Linked DNA regions of Mus musculus: all the other regions are linked to region 2. The links are chromatin contacts, called in public ChIA-PET and HiChIP or PLAC-seq maps. All regions are on one chromosome and are shown on one strand. Each heading gives the region's core, a stretch centred on a gene start, on an enhancer-like site or on the middle of the called end of the contact. The rest is flanking DNA. Distances are from core to core; before and after follow the strand shown. Region 1 has its middle 28 kb from the start of Gm29822. Region 2 has its middle 83 kb from the start of Gm28497. Region 3 overlaps Ikzf2 (IKAROS family zinc finger 2).

Region 1 (2,971 bases), core at 64-2,563, 250 kb before region 2:
ACATCTGTTATTCATATTAAAATCAGAACTCAAAGAGAACGTGGAAAGAAATTTCTATTGTGCATTATAAGCTTCAATTGTGAGATTATGTATTTGCGGACAGGAGCTGGTAGAATGGAGGGACACTCATATCATGAAAAACTGATGATCTCAGACAAAAGGGTCAGTTTCTTGTCTGTTCTTCGACCTTTTAAAAATAATAAACCACCTTCCTAACAAGAGTTTACTCCACAGAAGCATCTTAATATGCTGTGATGACAGATTGCTACTGCCTCAATGGGGGCTCACCCTCTTGAGGAAGAGGTGGGGGACATGAACCACGTACAGTTAACATGTCTGGCTTTAAATACAAGCACAGGTACATTTCAGAAAGTGAATATGTTAATTTTCAAATAAAATTACAAGGAGTGTCATTATAATTGGTGTGGCTGCACAGACATTGTCAGAAAGCAGGGAGGAGGAGCCGGGATCACAAATTGGAGTGTGTATGCTCTGTTAATGTGCATTTTAAATACCTGCCACAAACACAGACCTGTGAAACGGAGACGGTGTCCATTGTTTCTCATCTTTTATGATTTGTGTTCTATTTTCATATTCACTCATGCCTTACCTCCATTGCAAAAAAATAGAAATGAGACCAATTCTAGAATAAATAGAAGACTTTGGAGATGGATCAATGGGTCCTTGGCACACAAGAAAGGACTGGAGGTCAGTTCCCAACACACATGTACTAAAACATTAATAGAGGACGTGGAAAAAACGTGAACGTGCGCTTAACATGAATGCAGGGTAGAGGCCACCAGCTCGCAGGACATTCTATTTGTATTTTCAGCAGCTTGTGACTGTTGTCTTCCATGAGTTGTGCTCATGGCCTAAAGACAAGCCCTTAGTAATGGGAAACAGTAACAAAAGCATTTTTTAAAATGCCCAAATGTTTCAGGCACATAGGATAAGTCCCTGTCCTAGAATTATCTTGCAGTTTTGCCTCTGATGGCATAATTTCTAAAAGAAAGGATCAGATACCTCAGACAGAAGACTGGTCAGCATTGTTTAGAGCTGGAATGCCTCCAACTCATCATCTAAATTTGAAATTAAAAATCGCACCCTTCCAGAAGTTTTATCTTTTTACATCGGAAGCAATATTTCTTTTCTAGCGCCATCCTCATTAGCATGCGTAGGGTAGAGTCTTCACCAGTAACTGAGGCTTTGGGTATTTGGTTTCATTTTCTTGTCCGGTTCCAGACCACACAGGCAGTCTCCTGACATCTTTCAGACGCACTTCCTTCTAACCCAAAGTGAGCGAGCCTTGGTAAAGTCAGCCATAGGGAGGAGCTCCATAGCAACTGCAAAGGGGGCCTCTGCATAGACGCGCAGTTCTAGAGGAATTATGCTTGTTATTCACGGTAATGCAACGGACTCGCAGTAAAATTATCTTCTGCCGCCGGTAGGAGAAATGAGTAATTCAAAGAGCCTGAGGTTGTTTCTTAAGCTCCCCTTGTGCCAATTGAGTTGTATTATTTTGCAACCTTTGCTTCTGTCTTTTGAAAGCAAAGATTCAGAGCCTAAAGTGACACTAACCTTGGTTAGTAAAGTGATTTAAATGACTGTGGTCTTCAAACTGAAAAAATAAAAAGAAAGAGAGCTAGAATAATTTTGTCACTAAATTTTGTAATTTTCCTTTCCACACTTGAAGTAATTTTAGCCCTTTAAGAAAGCCCGCCGAGTTACTATAGAAGACATTGCCAGTACAGGCACTGCAATATCAGTCACCCTTACAGTTCATAGAAAGAAAATCAAATTCTATTTTAGTGAAGTTTTCATAACAGCCTTTTGGTAATAATGTTGAAGAATCATGATATATTTAAGAGATATTAATTCCAGTGATAGTCATTTATCTTTGATGTCAGAGACAGACAAAGGCTTGGGGAATAGAAGATTTACAATGACATATTATAGACTCACTTTCTAGATCTTAGAATTTTTTTTTTATTCTTCCTCTCAAACGACAGATAATGAAGCTTTATCAACTTCCTTTTATTAAAGCTAAAAATATACCCCTTAATAGGATCATAAACATTTAATGAAACTTACAGCTGTATTGAATCTTAAAATTAGGTGAGAATGGCCAGTAGTTCATAGAAAAGTAAATCAGCATAATTCATACAGTATAATTCATATAAGTTTACAACCCTGCTTATTTTAATTCAATACATCCCTGGGTCTGACCTCTCTCCTGACGTCCAGACTCACATTACAAACTTCCAAAATGAACCTGCTATCCAAAAGAGAGTCCATTTTCTTTCTAAGCACGTCTGAGACAGGTAGGTCAGCATAATAAGCTTAAATTTAAGAAGCTGGAAGAGGATGCTAGACACTTTCTCCATTTCTGCCTACTGTTTTCTGAGGATAATGTAAAAATTATTAATATCTCTCAGTCGTAAGTTGGAGTCCCCAGAAAGATGCGAACTCAAGTAAGTGTGGCTTACAGAAGTCCATTGCAGGACAGGGAAAGCAAGGGGACGGTGGCACAACCATCTATGAGCAACCGTAGTCGCTTTGAGGGTAACTTTGGCTCTATCCCAAAGAACAGAACTGACAGTAGGTCTATTCTGCTAGGCAATGTTGGGGACATATGTAAATCCTCTACTCTGTCAGTGGTTTGGTAGAAGTTGACCATGAAGGGTATTAGTCCTTGTGATCCTTCTTACAAAGTGGAACCAGGTGGGTTATAGACACTCCAGAACAATTTTCCAGTAAGGAGACAGAAATTGTAAGAAGGAAGCCTCTGGAAGGAGCCAAGGTGTGCAGAGATGAACACCTTGTGTAGGAGTGAACTGGGCTTCTGCCTAGTCTTCACTCAGGTCAGTTTTTAAAAGTAATGCTTAGACAGGTAACGATTCTTACTCTTTTTCTATTTAATTCCTCTTACACTATTCTTTGTTCCTTCTCCATGCATCTTGAAATTGGCAGA
Region 2 (2,968 bases), core at 437-2,936:
TCTGGATGCTTCCAACCCAGGAAGATTGCTGTTAACCATTAAGATGCTGAAGTGTAGCTCTCACAGTGGATGGCTTCTGGGGGCTGGGAAGGACACAGTTTTCTTTAAGGGGCTGGCCATTGGGTATATAGGCAACATAAAATGCACTTGATGGTCGTTTGTTTGTTTGTTTGTTGTTTGGGGTTTGTTTGTTTGTTTGTTTGTTTTGAGGGGAGGTAGGTCGTGAGGGAAGAGAGTGAACTTGGGAGGAATTGGAAGCGAGTGTAATCCAGGTGCAGTATATGAAATTTTGAAATAATGAATCAAAATGTTATTTGAAGAAAAATATCTTCAAAACTATTAAAATTCCTGCTGCACCACAGATCAACAGACTAGCCTAGCACGGGAGGTTAGAGGAGAATACATACATACATACATACATACATACATACATACATACATACATGAAAAACATTCTGGAGAAAGAAGTATCCTGGCAGAGCCTTCTGGACATTGCTGCTGGGCTCAAAAAAGCACCCAACTGCCTTGGGAATTGCCTGAGAATCACAAAGAAAGTGAACTCAGATGCCAGCTAGTCTAAAAAAGCAAAATAAGGAGGGTCATACGGTCTGGAGACGGCCTCTTCCCACACATCATTTATACATACTTGGTATTGTGTCTAATCTAAAACCTCTTGGTTGAATTTTCTTCTAAATATAGATTATAAACACTAATCCAGGAGTGGATAGCACTCATCTGGTAATACTTCCCATGTGCTAATCTTCTCCAATGATCAATTAAATCTACTTGAATGATGGATGGCTTCAGAAATGAAAATCCACGACAATGAAAAAAATCATTTTAACTTGCTGCAAATGATGGTAAAAACTGATTTATAGCTGGAATTTCATTTTGAATTTATGTTTCTGTTTAGACAGAAATGCTGAGTAGTTCAGAATAAAATCCCAAAGAATTATGTTATCTTTGCTACCAAGTGGCTATTTTAGACCTGTGTCAAGTTTATTAGTTATATAAAACAACCCATCACACACAGTTAGCAATTCCAGGTCGTAGAATGGAAGTGGGAATAACCATAATCTATTCTGTTTTGTTTTATTTTGTTTTAAGGCCTTAAGATGAAAACAGAAGTTTAAGGAGACAGAGTGTATGCTGCATATACATCAAAGTAAAAATAATAGTGATTTAAAAGGACAGTAACCGTCCATATCATTTCCTTCAGGCTTTAAGTCCATCCCATCCAGTTTGTCTCAGCAGTTTAGCCTCTGATAACAAGCCCCTTCTGGCCACCATGACATTCTCGATAAGTAAGGTCTCACAAATATCAGAAATCCACTCACGTTATCTAAATCGACCTGCCTAGCACTTTCCAAAGTTCAAATACAGACAGGACACAAAAGAAAGAGGGACTGACCGCCACTTCAGCTGTGTGCCAGGACTCCTGCAGCTCCCCACCCCCACCCAGACTTCCCTGTCCTCTTTCTGCTGCTCTCCCACCCCTCCTCCCCATCCTAGGCTATAGACAAACAAGCTCTCCAATCTACTTCTTATCAAGATGGAAACAAGGCCAGACCTGCTCTGCTAGATAAAATGCTTTGGCTTCTAACTGCCTGGTTGCTTATCTTTCATCTTGCAGTGTTAACCATAACCCCTTTCCTGACCTGCTCTACTTCTTGTTTTTAGATGAGCAGCAAGGCCTGGGGTGGGGGGTGGGGGGCATGCTTAAATGGACAAGTTCACTCTCCCAAGTCTCTCTTGGTTCCCTTTTGAATCTGTTCAAACCTCTTTGTGTTTGAGGTGCCATTCTGAAAAGATCAGAAACCACACAGCATGCCCCGTGTGATTCGCTGTGTTTCTCATTCTCTCCTTCTGACTTTGACTCTTCCACATTATCAAACTGTTTATATCCTTCTTATGTATTGAACTTTTCATGTTGATGCCCCACCCCAGGGGCAGTGAAGGGGTTTCCTGAGGAATAGTTAATCATATAGAGTTACCTTCCCTTGTATCTTGTCTGTCTAGATCATAATGCGTGGAATGGTTTTCTCATCCGAGCTGTGAGTCTTACCTAAGTTCTCATATTTTCATACAAGACACTGCACTTCCTGCCCTTTCTTGAGCAGAGACAGGGAATGACATGTGGGGCTGGGCAGTCAGACCATGTCACTGGTCCATGCGGGTTGTCTTGCTGTGTAAGGTTAACTGTGTCATGGTCCTCAGTCTGTCCTCGTTCTTCCTATGTGAAGCAGAAAATGAAACTGGCCTCCTTTTGTTCTGGAGAATCCTGGGAAGCCAATTGGCGCCTGTATTTTGAAATGACAATGAAGGTGAACTGTGTAATAGTGCACAGGACCCTGGTGTTGTAAACATTGTGTTCTGGATTATGACACCTTTATCCCATACAAATTTATGTACCCAAACCTGCACAGCCTTGACAATCTGGGAGTCATTCCAAAAGAACTGGAGCTCCTTGGAAGGGAATATTCTGCTATCACGAGGTGTTTGTTTGGTTTTGATTATTTTACCCTTTTGCACTGAAAACTTAGCACTTGACACAACAGAAGGATCACTTACAGAGTCCTTGCTCTGAGTCAAGCCATTTTTTTCTGTTTTCTTAGCTCAGAAAGCACTGCACCTTAGAATCTCACTGCTTTCATTTGCTCCTTTGCATATTAGGAATCTGATTGACCTTCTGACACTGGCTGCTTTGCGGTGCCAGCCTGACTCTGTTGGTGAAAGAGCGATACTGAACCCGGTATGGAAATGTGCAGTATATGCTGGTGTGTGTTAACTGCTTTATTTCATCTCAATGAGGATAAAAGACCAATGCCTGCATTAAAGCAATGGCATCATTCCAGAACAATGAAGTGAGATGTCTGCAGTTATCTATGATGTCCCCATTAAAAAAAAAAGAGTTATTCCAAGTCTAGAGCAGAACATTCTGGAAAATTGGAAGGCAGCAGATATATTT
Region 3 (2,700 bases), core at 156-2,655, 140 kb before region 2:
AATCACGTAAAAACAAATGCTGCGCAGAGGCGAGGGAAGTATAAATTTTTCCGTTAAGGAGAAAGGGATTTTGCAGGATGAGCTTGTAAATTAGAAAATTTAAATATTTGAATATTTTAGGTGTGGGTTTGAGACACGCAGGCAGGTATAATGGCTTGCAAATGATATCCATATAATTAAAGCACAAGATCACACTGACTGCTTAGGAAGAACTGGAGGGTGTCTACCTTCTAGTTAAATTCTTAGAATTACCATTTTCCTTCTATAATCTTTTCATCGTTTTCTATAATAAAATCTGTTTGCTATCTCCTTCCTGCAAACGTTAATGACTCCCTTTGCCTGTGACATGAAGTCTGATACACTCCTTTGTGTTTTAGTCTATGCTCCTTGTTAAACAACCCAGCCTGTCTTTTTATTGTTATCTCCTGAATTGGCCCTATTCTCTGCTTCCAGCCAGACACTTGCCATGTCCCCAACATAATGTATGTCCTTTCATTTTGCCTTAATGTTGCACAAACCTTCTTTCCCTGAATCTCTGCCCTCCTCCCCCCCCCCCCCGTACACTCCCAGTACTTCTTTGAAACATCAGTCATTCCCATTATCTTGTAGCACCAAGCATAGACAGTTTCCATTATGGTATTTGGCATATTGTATTGTTATTGTTTTATGGGTTTGCCTCCTGGGGTGGACTTTGAGATCCTCCAGGGAAGAGACTGCAGCCTTTTTCCTTCTCTGACCTGTTGTCTTCCTGCCTATGTACCTCATACAGAGCGATTGCAGTCTACTCTAGTGTCTTATGGACAGCTGACAAGGGGAGGGCTAGGGGCAGGGACCTGAGGTAGGGACTATTTAGGGAAAGAGTTGGAGTGACTTCCTTAACTGGGGGGTGGGGGGCAGCGGCAGTAGAGGGATGGGGGAGGGAGAGGGTGGAGAAAAGAAAAGGGTGAGACCCAGGCTCTTGTAGCATAGCTATCTTCAACAGCAAATCCTTTCTCCAAACAAATAGCTATGCCATTACTAAGGTCAAACAGGTAAGGTTTCTTCTTCCCAGGTTGAGCCGCTCCTTCCTTCCCTGGATACCTTCCTAAGTGCATGACACTCATGAAATCATTAATGGTTTTTTTTCCTGCTTCGTAATCCCAGAGAAGGTGAATTCTGGTCTGATTTTACCTGCTCTTGGGGCAACAGGATACAGTAGAGTCCCATATCTGTCGATAAGCTTTAGACCCCAATCACAATTCAGGTCCACCTTACAGTCAGTGCTTAAGCGCTTCGTTCATGTTTGCTCTTCTAATTTGGAGCTAACCAAGATGGATGTGTCTGGAGCCCTACCTCAGGTAGGGTAGAGTATTAATAAGCAAATTCCTCCGGACTTCCTTATATGTGTCATCCGTAACAGAATAACAGTGCTACACCCTTTCTTCTTTGTCCTTCTCATGTTTCTTCTCTCCCACACTTTCATCTGTCCTGTTTGTGCTGGCTCATGGCTTTCGTCTTCTAATGAAACTTCCTCTGGCTGAACTTAGGGAAATGTGTTTCAGCTTAGTCATTTGCCCTTTTGTCAAGCTGACCTATTTCAAAAAAGAAAGAAAGAAAGAAAGAAAGAAAGAAAGAAAGAAAGAAAGAAAGAAAGAAAGAAGGAAGGAAGGAAGGAAGGAAGGAAGGAAGGAAGGAAGGAAGGAAGGGAGGGAGAAATGTGGTGGGATAAGTAGTTTGAAAGCAGGGAGAGTATGCCAAGTTGCCCTAGCTGAGGTTCTGGAGTGCCAGCCTTACCCTAGCTAAGGTTGTTATGTGTTCTATAGATTGGCCTGGCTCTGATGAAATCTGTGGCTTGTCTTTGGGCCCCCTTTAACATTCTGTTTATCTTTCTTATCCTGTTCTTTATAAACCCACTTCCCCTTAGGCTAGAGAAGTGGCTCAGCTGCTAGGAGCACTTGCTGCTCTTCTAGGGAACCGAATTTGGTTTGCAGCACACACATTTAGCTGCTCACAACCACCTGTAACTCCTTCTCCAGGGGATCCAGCACTCTCTCCTGGCCTCTGTGGACAACAAGTGGCACGCATACATACATAGACACAAACTATATACATAAATAACAACAAAATAAATCTTTTTGTTATCTCTCTGCCTATCTATCTATCTATCTATCTATCTATCTATCTATCTATCTATCTCTTTGTATGTATGTATGAAATGATCCCACTATGTATTCTAGATTTCCTGGAACTCATTCTGTAGACTGGGCTGGCCTTGAACTCAAACCTGCCTGCATCTCCCTCAAGAGTTTTGGGATTAAAGGCCTGTGCCACTACACCTGGTTTAAAATGAGTCTACAATCAACAACAAAAGCCATTCCTCTGTGATACGTGTATGCTCTTTGCAATCCTGTGGGCCCTGCCTTCTTTGTCTAGGATTGCATAATGCTGATAGGAGTCTTCACCATCCTTAGTTCAATTCAAAACCTGTCTGGAAGGACTAGGCACTCTTGTCTCACCTTTCTATCTTGTCTTTGAGCAATTTGAGGCAGCTAATCCAGGCCGAGGACTTTAGAGAGTGGCATAGCTTAATGGATCACTGCTGCTCTATGGTGTGTGTGTGTGTGTGTGTGTGTGTGTGTGTGTGTGTGTGTGTGTGTGTGTGTGTGTTTCTGTGTCTAGAGGTGTCTCTAGCACTTCCAACTCAAACCACAGTAGTAAATC

What was found. ChIA-PET counts read pairs in DNA pulled down with a chosen protein or histone mark. HiChIP or PLAC-seq counts read pairs in DNA pulled down with a chosen protein or histone mark.
Region 1: a contact with region 2 is called in an RNA polymerase II ChIA-PET map of memory CD8 T cells, with 101 read pairs. The contact joins two enhancer-like sites. A contact is called at or near these places in 2 of 484 Hi-C or Micro-C datasets (the G1E-ER4 cell line and spermatogonial stem cells) and 1 of 115 datasets of contacts at active chromatin or transcription factors (memory CD8 T cells).
Region 3: an H3K27ac HiChIP or PLAC-seq map of the HPC-7 cell line shows a contact between it and region 2, with 5 times the contacts expected there. The contact joins two enhancer-like sites. A contact is called at or near these places in 1 of 15 datasets of contacts at CTCF or cohesin (the G1E-ER4 cell line), 4 of 484 Hi-C or Micro-C datasets (the G1E-ER4 cell line and reprogramming fibroblasts) and 1 of 115 datasets of contacts at active chromatin or transcription factors (the HPC-7 cell line).

Annotation. Positions count from the first base shown.
Region 1 is chr1:69,758,078-69,761,048 of GRCm38.p6, reverse strand. No RefSeq gene overlaps it. Among named protein-coding and RNA genes, the nearest start is that of Gm29822, 28 kb to the left of the region's middle. Within about 2 kb of position 1,313, at least 61 of the 459 cell types and tissues checked have an H3K27ac peak or open chromatin away from gene starts, as enhancers often do. A contact at or near this core is called in memory CD8 T cells, where this site is marked.
Region 2 is chr1:69,512,414-69,515,381 of GRCm38.p6, reverse strand. No RefSeq gene overlaps it. Among named protein-coding and RNA genes, the nearest start is that of Gm28497, 83 kb to the right of the region's middle. Within about 2 kb of position 1,686, at least 63 of the 459 cell types and tissues checked have an H3K27ac peak or open chromatin away from gene starts, as enhancers often do. A contact at or near this core is called in the G1E-ER4 cell line, the HPC-7 cell line and memory CD8 T cells, where this site is marked.
Region 3 is chr1:69,654,301-69,657,000 of GRCm38.p6, reverse strand. The region is part of intron 3 of Ikzf2 (IKAROS family zinc finger 2); the gene reads left to right. Among named protein-coding and RNA genes, the nearest start is that of Ikzf2, 30 kb to the left of the region's middle. Within about 2 kb of position 1,405, at least 49 of the 459 cell types and tissues checked have an H3K27ac peak or open chromatin away from gene starts, as enhancers often do. A contact at or near this core is called in the G1E-ER4 cell line and the HPC-7 cell line, where this site is marked.